2 separate regions of the Bos taurus genome follow, and region 2 is linked to region 1. Evidence: chromatin contacts called from public Hi-C data. All regions are on one chromosome and are shown on one strand. Each heading gives the region's core, a stretch centred on a gene start, on an enhancer-like site or on the middle of the called end of the contact. The rest is flanking DNA. Distances are from core to core; before and after follow the strand shown.

The links. A called contact is a pair of places that touch in the nucleus more often than the background predicts.
Region 2: a contact with region 1 is called in a Hi-C map of liver, with 4 times the contacts expected there. The contact joins the promoter of PSMA2 here to the promoter of COA1 in region 1. A contact is called at or near these places in 3 of 11 Hi-C or Micro-C datasets (liver, skin fibroblasts and an unstated tissue).

The regions. Positions count from the first base shown.
Region 1 is chr4:77,369,554-77,373,242 of ARS-UCD2.0, reverse strand. It overlaps COA1 (cytochrome c oxidase assembly factor 1), which reads right to left and starts at 1,979. Exons shown (of 6, transcript NM_001034256.2): 1 at 1,925-1,979.
Region 2 is chr4:78,124,949-78,128,637 of ARS-UCD2.0, reverse strand. It overlaps PSMA2 (proteasome 20S subunit alpha 2), which reads right to left and starts at 1,577. Exons shown (of 8, transcript NM_001034662.2): 1 at 1,514-1,577. The coding sequence starts at 1,554. MRPL32 (mitochondrial ribosomal protein L32) reads left to right here and starts at 1,787. Exons shown (of 3, transcript NM_001038679.2): 1 at 1,787-1,923. The coding sequence starts at 1,794.

The sequences.
Region 1 (3,689 bases), core at 730-3,229:
AGAACCTTTATACACTGCTTATAGGAATATAAAATGGTGAAGCTGCTTTAAATTCGGAGAAGACAATGGCACCCCACTCCAGTACTCTTGCCTGGAAAATCCCATGGATGGAGGAGCCTGGTGGGCTGCAGTCCATGGGGTCGCTAAGAGTCGGACACGACTGAGCGACTTCACTTTCACTTTTCACTTTCATGCATTGGAGAAGGAAATGGCAACCCACTCCAGTGTTCTTGCCTGGAGAATCCCAGGGACGGAGGAGCCTGGTGGGCTACCGTCTATGGGGTCGCACAGAGTCGGAGACGACTGAAGAGACTTAGCAGCAGCAGCAGCAGCAGCTGCTGCTTTTAAAAAAAAAAAAAAAAGTCTGGTAGTTCTTCAAAATGTTAAATGTAGAATTACCATATGACCCAGGAATCCTACTCTTACGTACATAGCCAAGAGAAATGAAATCATTATGCTCACACAAAAAAAATGCGTACACCAACGTTCATAGCAGCATTATTTAGGATAACCAAAACAACTGAAATACCCATCAACAGGACCAATGGATAAGTAACTGGTGGTTTATCCACACAGTGAAACAATATTTAGCAATAAAAAGAAATGAAGTGCTGATACACTTCAACATGTTAAGCGAAAGAAGACCACATGGTTTATTATTTATCAGCCTATTCTAGAATTGTCCAGAATTGACAAATATATTTATATATTCAGCAGATTAGTAGTTCCTTAGAGCTACAAGTGGGGTAGGGTAAGAAGGAACTCAAGGGAGACTGCTAATGGGTACAAGGTTTCTTTCAGGGGCGATGAAAATGTTTTAAAACCGTGGTTGTCAGTTGTACAACTTTGTGAATGCACTAAAAAGCAATGTGTATTTAAAAATTCCATGGTGTGTGAACTATATTTCAATCAAGCTGTTATTTTTCAAAAGGACTGCAGGTTGGGCTTTTTCTCCCCAATTTTAACTCCATTTTCCCCCCAGTTCCTAAAACAGTGTCTGGCAATAACCATGAAATCACTAAATTCTGACTGAATGGAAAAGTAAATTTCTAAACGTGGGTAAACCATTATAAAACACTATCATAGCCAAAGAGATGAAATTACTGCAGGATGGCATGACAGGGACATACAGCACGTATGTGTTCGTGTGTTTCCCATGAAAGGAGATGAGACTGAAAAATTCATCATAAACAAGACTTTGAAGTGTCTTCAATCCACCCAAAGGAATTTGTACTATCCTGAATCAATGGGAAGGCCAGTAAGGTTTTAAGTAGAGGATTAACAGTCAGATCTGTGTTTTAAATGTGTAAGTTCAAGTAGAGAGTTGTTTATGTCCAAAGGTGAAGGACAGCAATGCCCCTCAGGTGAGAATAAAGAGGAATGAGGGGAAGAGACCAGGAAAAGTAGCAAAATATAATACTTGTGGATTTTCTAAATTACAGCCCTTTCCACACACGCACAGACTGACAAACATGCATACGCACGCTTATACAAACACCCAAAAATCACTTAAACGCTGAAAATCACTTCTACGGTCAGCCCCCTTATGGAGCTCAGCTGTGATGGAGACGAATTATCATGACCACCGAGCCAGAGTATTCTTTTACACAATCATCTAGGCAGGGCCTCTCTCAAACTGTTGTAACCTGGGAACACCGACAAAGTGCACAGTTCCACCTCATCACAAATGTGCTCCTGGAAATGCTCACCAAGGACCACGAGGCAAGGTCAAGATTAGCCCACCACGGGTCCCCCAATTACGCAGCTCCAGGAGGTCGCGACCCAGCAACAACAAGGAGGTGGCCCCTGACGTGCTGCCCTAGAAACAGTTCGCCCCTCGCGCAAAAGCGGTCTCCAGAACGACGGGAACAGATGCTTTTGGAGTAGGACTGACCCGACTCTTTTCTCCCGCGTGGACGTTAACCTGTCAGGCGTAGAAACACCTAGCCACAGAGAGCGCGACAGGCCCTTCCGGAAGTGGAGCGTGTGGGGGTGGGTGGGGCAAACGCCGGCGGGTGGACACGCCCCGCGAGGAGCAGTCGAGACTTCCGACGTCACCTCCTCTAGGGGCTAGAGCAGTCAGGACGCACTAGAGCAGTTGAATGATTGCAAAATCACGGCGCTAAAGCGGCGGTATCTCAGGCTGAAATTGGTTCGGCTGCCCGGCTTCTCAGAAGCTTGTCGAGCGCGAGAAGGGCATTTGTCTTCTCAAATCTCAGCTTTTTGTTTTGTGCACACCATTAGGCCCCAACATACTGTCAATCCATCAGCGGTTGCCTAGAAAATTTAAAACCACTGGTTCCTATTGCTCCTCGCAGGGATCTGGCGCTTCAATTGACCTCCAAGGATGCGAAACCACGGGCCATCAGCCCCGCTCTGGCACTGAAGTCCATCTTGCCGATTCGACTGAGGAACTTAACGCTAATTTTTTTATTCATTAAATATTTATTAAATTCTTACTGTGCTCCAGGGAATGGATTGTTAAGAAAAAATGTAATGGTCTCGGTTCTCATGGAGTTTAGTAGCAAAGTGCATTGGTACTGCTGCTACTGCTAAGTCACTTCAGTCGTGTCCGATTCTGTGTGACCCCATAGAAGTCGGCCCACCAGGCTCCCCCATCCCTGGGATTCTCCAGGCAAGAACATTGGAGTGGGTTGCCATTTCCTTCTCCAATGCATGAAAGTGAAAAGTGAAAGTGAAGTCGCTCAGTCGTGTCCGACCCTCGGTGACCCCATGGACTGCAGCCTACCAGGCTCCTCCGTCCATGGGATTTTCCAGGCAGGAGTACTGGAGTGGGGTGCCATTGCCTTCTCCAGCATTAGTACTAGTAATTACTTAGTAAACCTATCAGACTCGTCTGGCAGTATGTAAGTGTTCAATAAATGCTAGTTATTATTATTTTCATCTTGATTATTTCATTGTCATCATCGCTACTATTAACGTCATCCTTTAATGACAAGTTTGAAGTTCAAGTGTTACCTACCACCCAGGCCCTTGGATTCTTTAATCAAAAGAAACTGATAAAGGCCAGAGAGAAACAGAGCAGACCATACGGAAAAGAGAATTAGTAAAGCTCAAAGACAGAAACCTAGAAATGATACAAGTAGAAGAGAAAATTAATATTAAAAAGAAAGAAGAAAAAAATGGGGACATTTTGACACAGCTACTTTGAGAAAACAATTGAGCAGGCCATTACATCTTATCATAAAAGTTAAGTGTAAACTAGACAATATTTACCTCAAAGACTAATAAAATTAGCATTAGGTAGGTTGGAATGAATGTCTTTTCTTCCTTATCTTACATACTGTCATCATGAAACTGAGTCCTGACTAGTTTGTTTACAAGAAATTTTACAGTAAAACTTTCAGTTTTAAACCTGGAAAAGTTCTTTGTAATCTTTACCAAAACATCATCTTTAATCCAAAGTCTATGCTTCCTCTATATGTTTTTTAACGGGGAATTGCATGGATCTACTATAGTTTTATATATAAAACTTATATCTGTTATAAAAAATTGTACCTGCTCAAATATGTTGGTTGTTGAAAATGGGGACATTTTATAATGATAACGAGGTTAGATCATCAAGAAAATTTAACAATTCTAAACTTGTATGCTTTTGAGCTATGGTGTTGGAGAAGACTCTTGAGAGTCCCTTGGACTGCAAGGAGATCCAACCAGTCCATCCTGAA
Region 2 (3,689 bases), core at 328-2,827, 760 kb before region 1:
CCTCCTGACCCAGGAATTGAACCGAGGGGTCTCCTGCGTTGCAGAAGGATTCTTTACCAGCTGAGCTATGAGGGAAGCCTACTGGTTGTCAATATCCCCAACTAAATGTTATCCTCAGGAACACCTTTTCATCCTATAGTATAGTCTCTTATCACGTCTACCATTAATAATTCTGATTACAACAGGCAAGAAACAATTTTTAAAATCCAAAACAGAATTGCACCATCATATTAAAAACAAAAAAAAGTGTGTTTAAACAAGGAAATTTACTATAGAAAGATTCAGTCCCTGATAACATATGGTTGCTTCATGTTTCAGCTAGGATTAGGATAACACTTTCTTAAAGGTCCAGGTTTTGTCTCCGAATACGAACAGTAGCGACCTGTCAAACTTTGTTTCCTGTCATTGTATATGAGATCTTTTTTTTAAAAGATAAATATTCTAGTATTTTAAGAAGACATTACACAGTAATGCAAAGTGTATTAATTTTGTCGTCAGAAAGAACCCAGTTTAAATATTAACCTATGACCAGGGAGGAGTTATTGAATTTGAGTTGTGGTCAGCTCATCTCTAAGATGTTTAGAAAACATGTATCACACAGGGTAGCCTACAGAGATGGAGTAAGCTCCACCCACACAGAAAGTACTCAACAAGTTAGATGCAGCCTGTCTTTAGCTGTCAGATAATATTTTTAATTAAATAGGCCATTACTGATCTGTAGGAAAATGGCAAAATTGAATCCTTCTCCCGTCAGTAAAGCCTTTGGTGACGGTTTTCTTACACCGGGAACGATGATAGTGCATCTCTGATTTATTTTGAAAAATATGCTTACATAAATATTCTAAAGTTTAAAAGCCTACAATCTTTCTTTAAATAAACATATCCCCTTTCAAAAATAACAGCCCCAAAGCAAATACAGCCTATTTTGGAGCACACAAAGACAACGGGCTAGAAACATTACCACTTTCACTTTCAGTTCTTAAGCTTCCGGTAGGGGCACCGAAGAAATCGAAAGCGGGAAAAGGTTTCCAAAGACATCAGCGCCAAATGGAAGCTAAGACTAGAACTGAACTGTAAAGTTGGGTCTTTCCAAGCAAAAGGAACCCCACAGAGCTGACCAAGATTCCGACCTCCAGAAGCTCCTGAATCAGGCCTACTTGAGTCAGGAAGGAAATCTTTTGAGTTCTGGACAGGAAACCTGGAAGCAGCTCATTCAAAATTGCCTTTTTCTCTAGTTCCAAAGCGAAAGAAAATCCCTGGGTGAGGGCCTCAACTTCCCACAGCGCCTAGATCTCCCAGGATACCCCGACTCGCGTTCCCACGGTCCCCAGGCACCAATGCTCCCCAGGCCGCGGGAAGGCCCCGCAAATGACTTGGCAAACTCGCATTTACACCCCCATTTCCTACTAGGCCCTCAGGAAGAGCCAAGTCAGAGACCAGGAAGATAAAAACCTGGTCGGCAGAGCTCCTGCTACCTCGGTTACGTGGAAGACCTCGGGAGTCCCTTCCATACCTGAATGTAGTCAGCGAAAAGCTGTAACCACGCTCCGCCATCTTTACCCGAAAACCCAACGCACATCCGCGCACATGCGCACTGAGGCCAGTTTCGTTTCTTTTCCCCGCCCCGGGCGTTCCTTTCTAGATTTCTGATTGGAGGAAAGGCAGAGCCGCTCCAGAAGCATGCTGGGAGTTATAGTTCCAGGTGCGCGTTTGCCGAATTCTGTGTCTATGCGCATGCTCAAGGAAGGGGCGGGACCCAGAGGCCTGATGGGAGTGGCTTTCGGCCGAGAAACATGGCGCCCACCATGCTGGTGCTGCTTGTTCCGCCGTTTCCCGTAGCCCGAGGACTTCTCCGGAACTGTTGGAAGCAGCTGCAGGGGAAACTTCTGCAGAGCCGACCAGGTTTTTCCAGTCCTCCATGGGGTACGTAAAGAAGGCCTCTGTGGAGAAGGGTTTGGACTGGGGACCCCAGGCAGCGTGGTGAATTCTACTTGTATTTAGCCTACTCCGGTGTTCTGATGTTTGGCAGCGTGTAGGGGTCGTTGTCCGGACATTCACTTACTTAAGAACAAAGACAGCAGTTTTTGCTCCCCAGTCCCCTGTAAAAAGGAAAAGAAACGTCCTCTGACTGTCCCATCCCTACAGAGAATGTAACCGAAGTGCATTTACTTAGCATCAAGGGACACCGCTCTCTAGATCTTCTTACCTTTTCTTTCCTGTCCAGTCCACCACCTAAAGCAGTTTGCCTTCTGTAGCATTTGAGCTGTATCAGTTGACTCTTGATCCTCTATTTCCCCTGAGAACTAATTTTAAATGGAAATATCTTGGGTGTTAAAATTGTCGTTGCTTTGACATTTTACATTCTACTCGATTTCGAAGTTATCCCGAACATAATAATGATAATACTCAGGAGAGCCCACTAAATGTCAAGTGAAGTGAAGTGAAGTCTCTCAGTCGTGTCCGACTCTTTGCGACCCCATGGACCTGCGTCCATGATATTTTCCAGACAAGAATACTGGAGTGGGTTGCCATTTCCTTCTCCAGGGGATCTTCCCGACTCAGGGATCGAACCCGGGTCTCCCGCATTGTAGGCAGACGCTTTTACCGTCTCAGCCACCAGAAATGTCCCACTGAATATCAAAGTCAAAATATATTTTGTAAGATAAACTCCACTACTATCCCTTTAGGTGTCTCCACTTTTCAGCTGAAGAACTAGACTCAGAAAGGCCCCAAGGTCACACAGACCTTCCAGAGCCTGTGCTGTTAACCACTGGTCTGTGCTTAGCAATACTTTCAGATATATTGAAAAGGAGTATCAGTTGTTAAGTGTTAAACAGCGTTGTATATTTTTAAGAGTTCCTAAAATCAAAAGAAATATTACAGGCCTGAGGAATATAGCAAGGAGAGGGTAAAGAAATCTTTTTTTTAGTTTTATTTTTAATTGAAGGATAATTACTTTACAATACTGTGTTGGTTTCTGCCATGCATCAACATGAATTGGCCATACATACACATACGGTATACATAAGCATAGCCATAGGTATACATATGTCCCCTCCCTCTTGAACTTCCCTCCCACCTCGCACTAATTTTTATAAACAGTTTAGAAAAACAAAAGTGAAACGTTGGTAGTCACAAGAGTAAATTAGTATCCTAGAAAGAGTGATGAGTTCGTTCTTTTCCTTACTTTCCTTAGGGAACAAGACTAAATATTACGAGAACTAAGTGTCTTAAAGGGCCTATCAGGTTATATGACTGAGGAGCTAACTCAATTTGAATATAGTAAAAAAAAAAAAAAAAAGACAATCAGCATTTATATCTGTGCTGGTAGGAAGTGGATTTTGAAAGCCTCAAGCTTAAGATTTACTTGTAACTAGGTACTGCCCATCAAGTAGAATGTGGACAATTGAGTGAATTTTTTTTTTTTTTTGCCTTGGTTTGTTTAAATTTGGTGCCTCTCACATTTTTATTCATGTTTACTACTAAACTCCTGAGTTCTGTATTTTAAGATGAGAAACTTCTGGTAGAATTTCACTGATTCATTTAAGCAAGTGCCATTAAGAAATATTCTGTTCTAAAATTATTTCAGGTATGAACTTTAAGTCTATTTTAATAGCTACTAAGGTTTCCTGTTAAATGTCTATTGAATGTAATGTTTTAAGTTACATAGGCCTGCTGATACATTACTT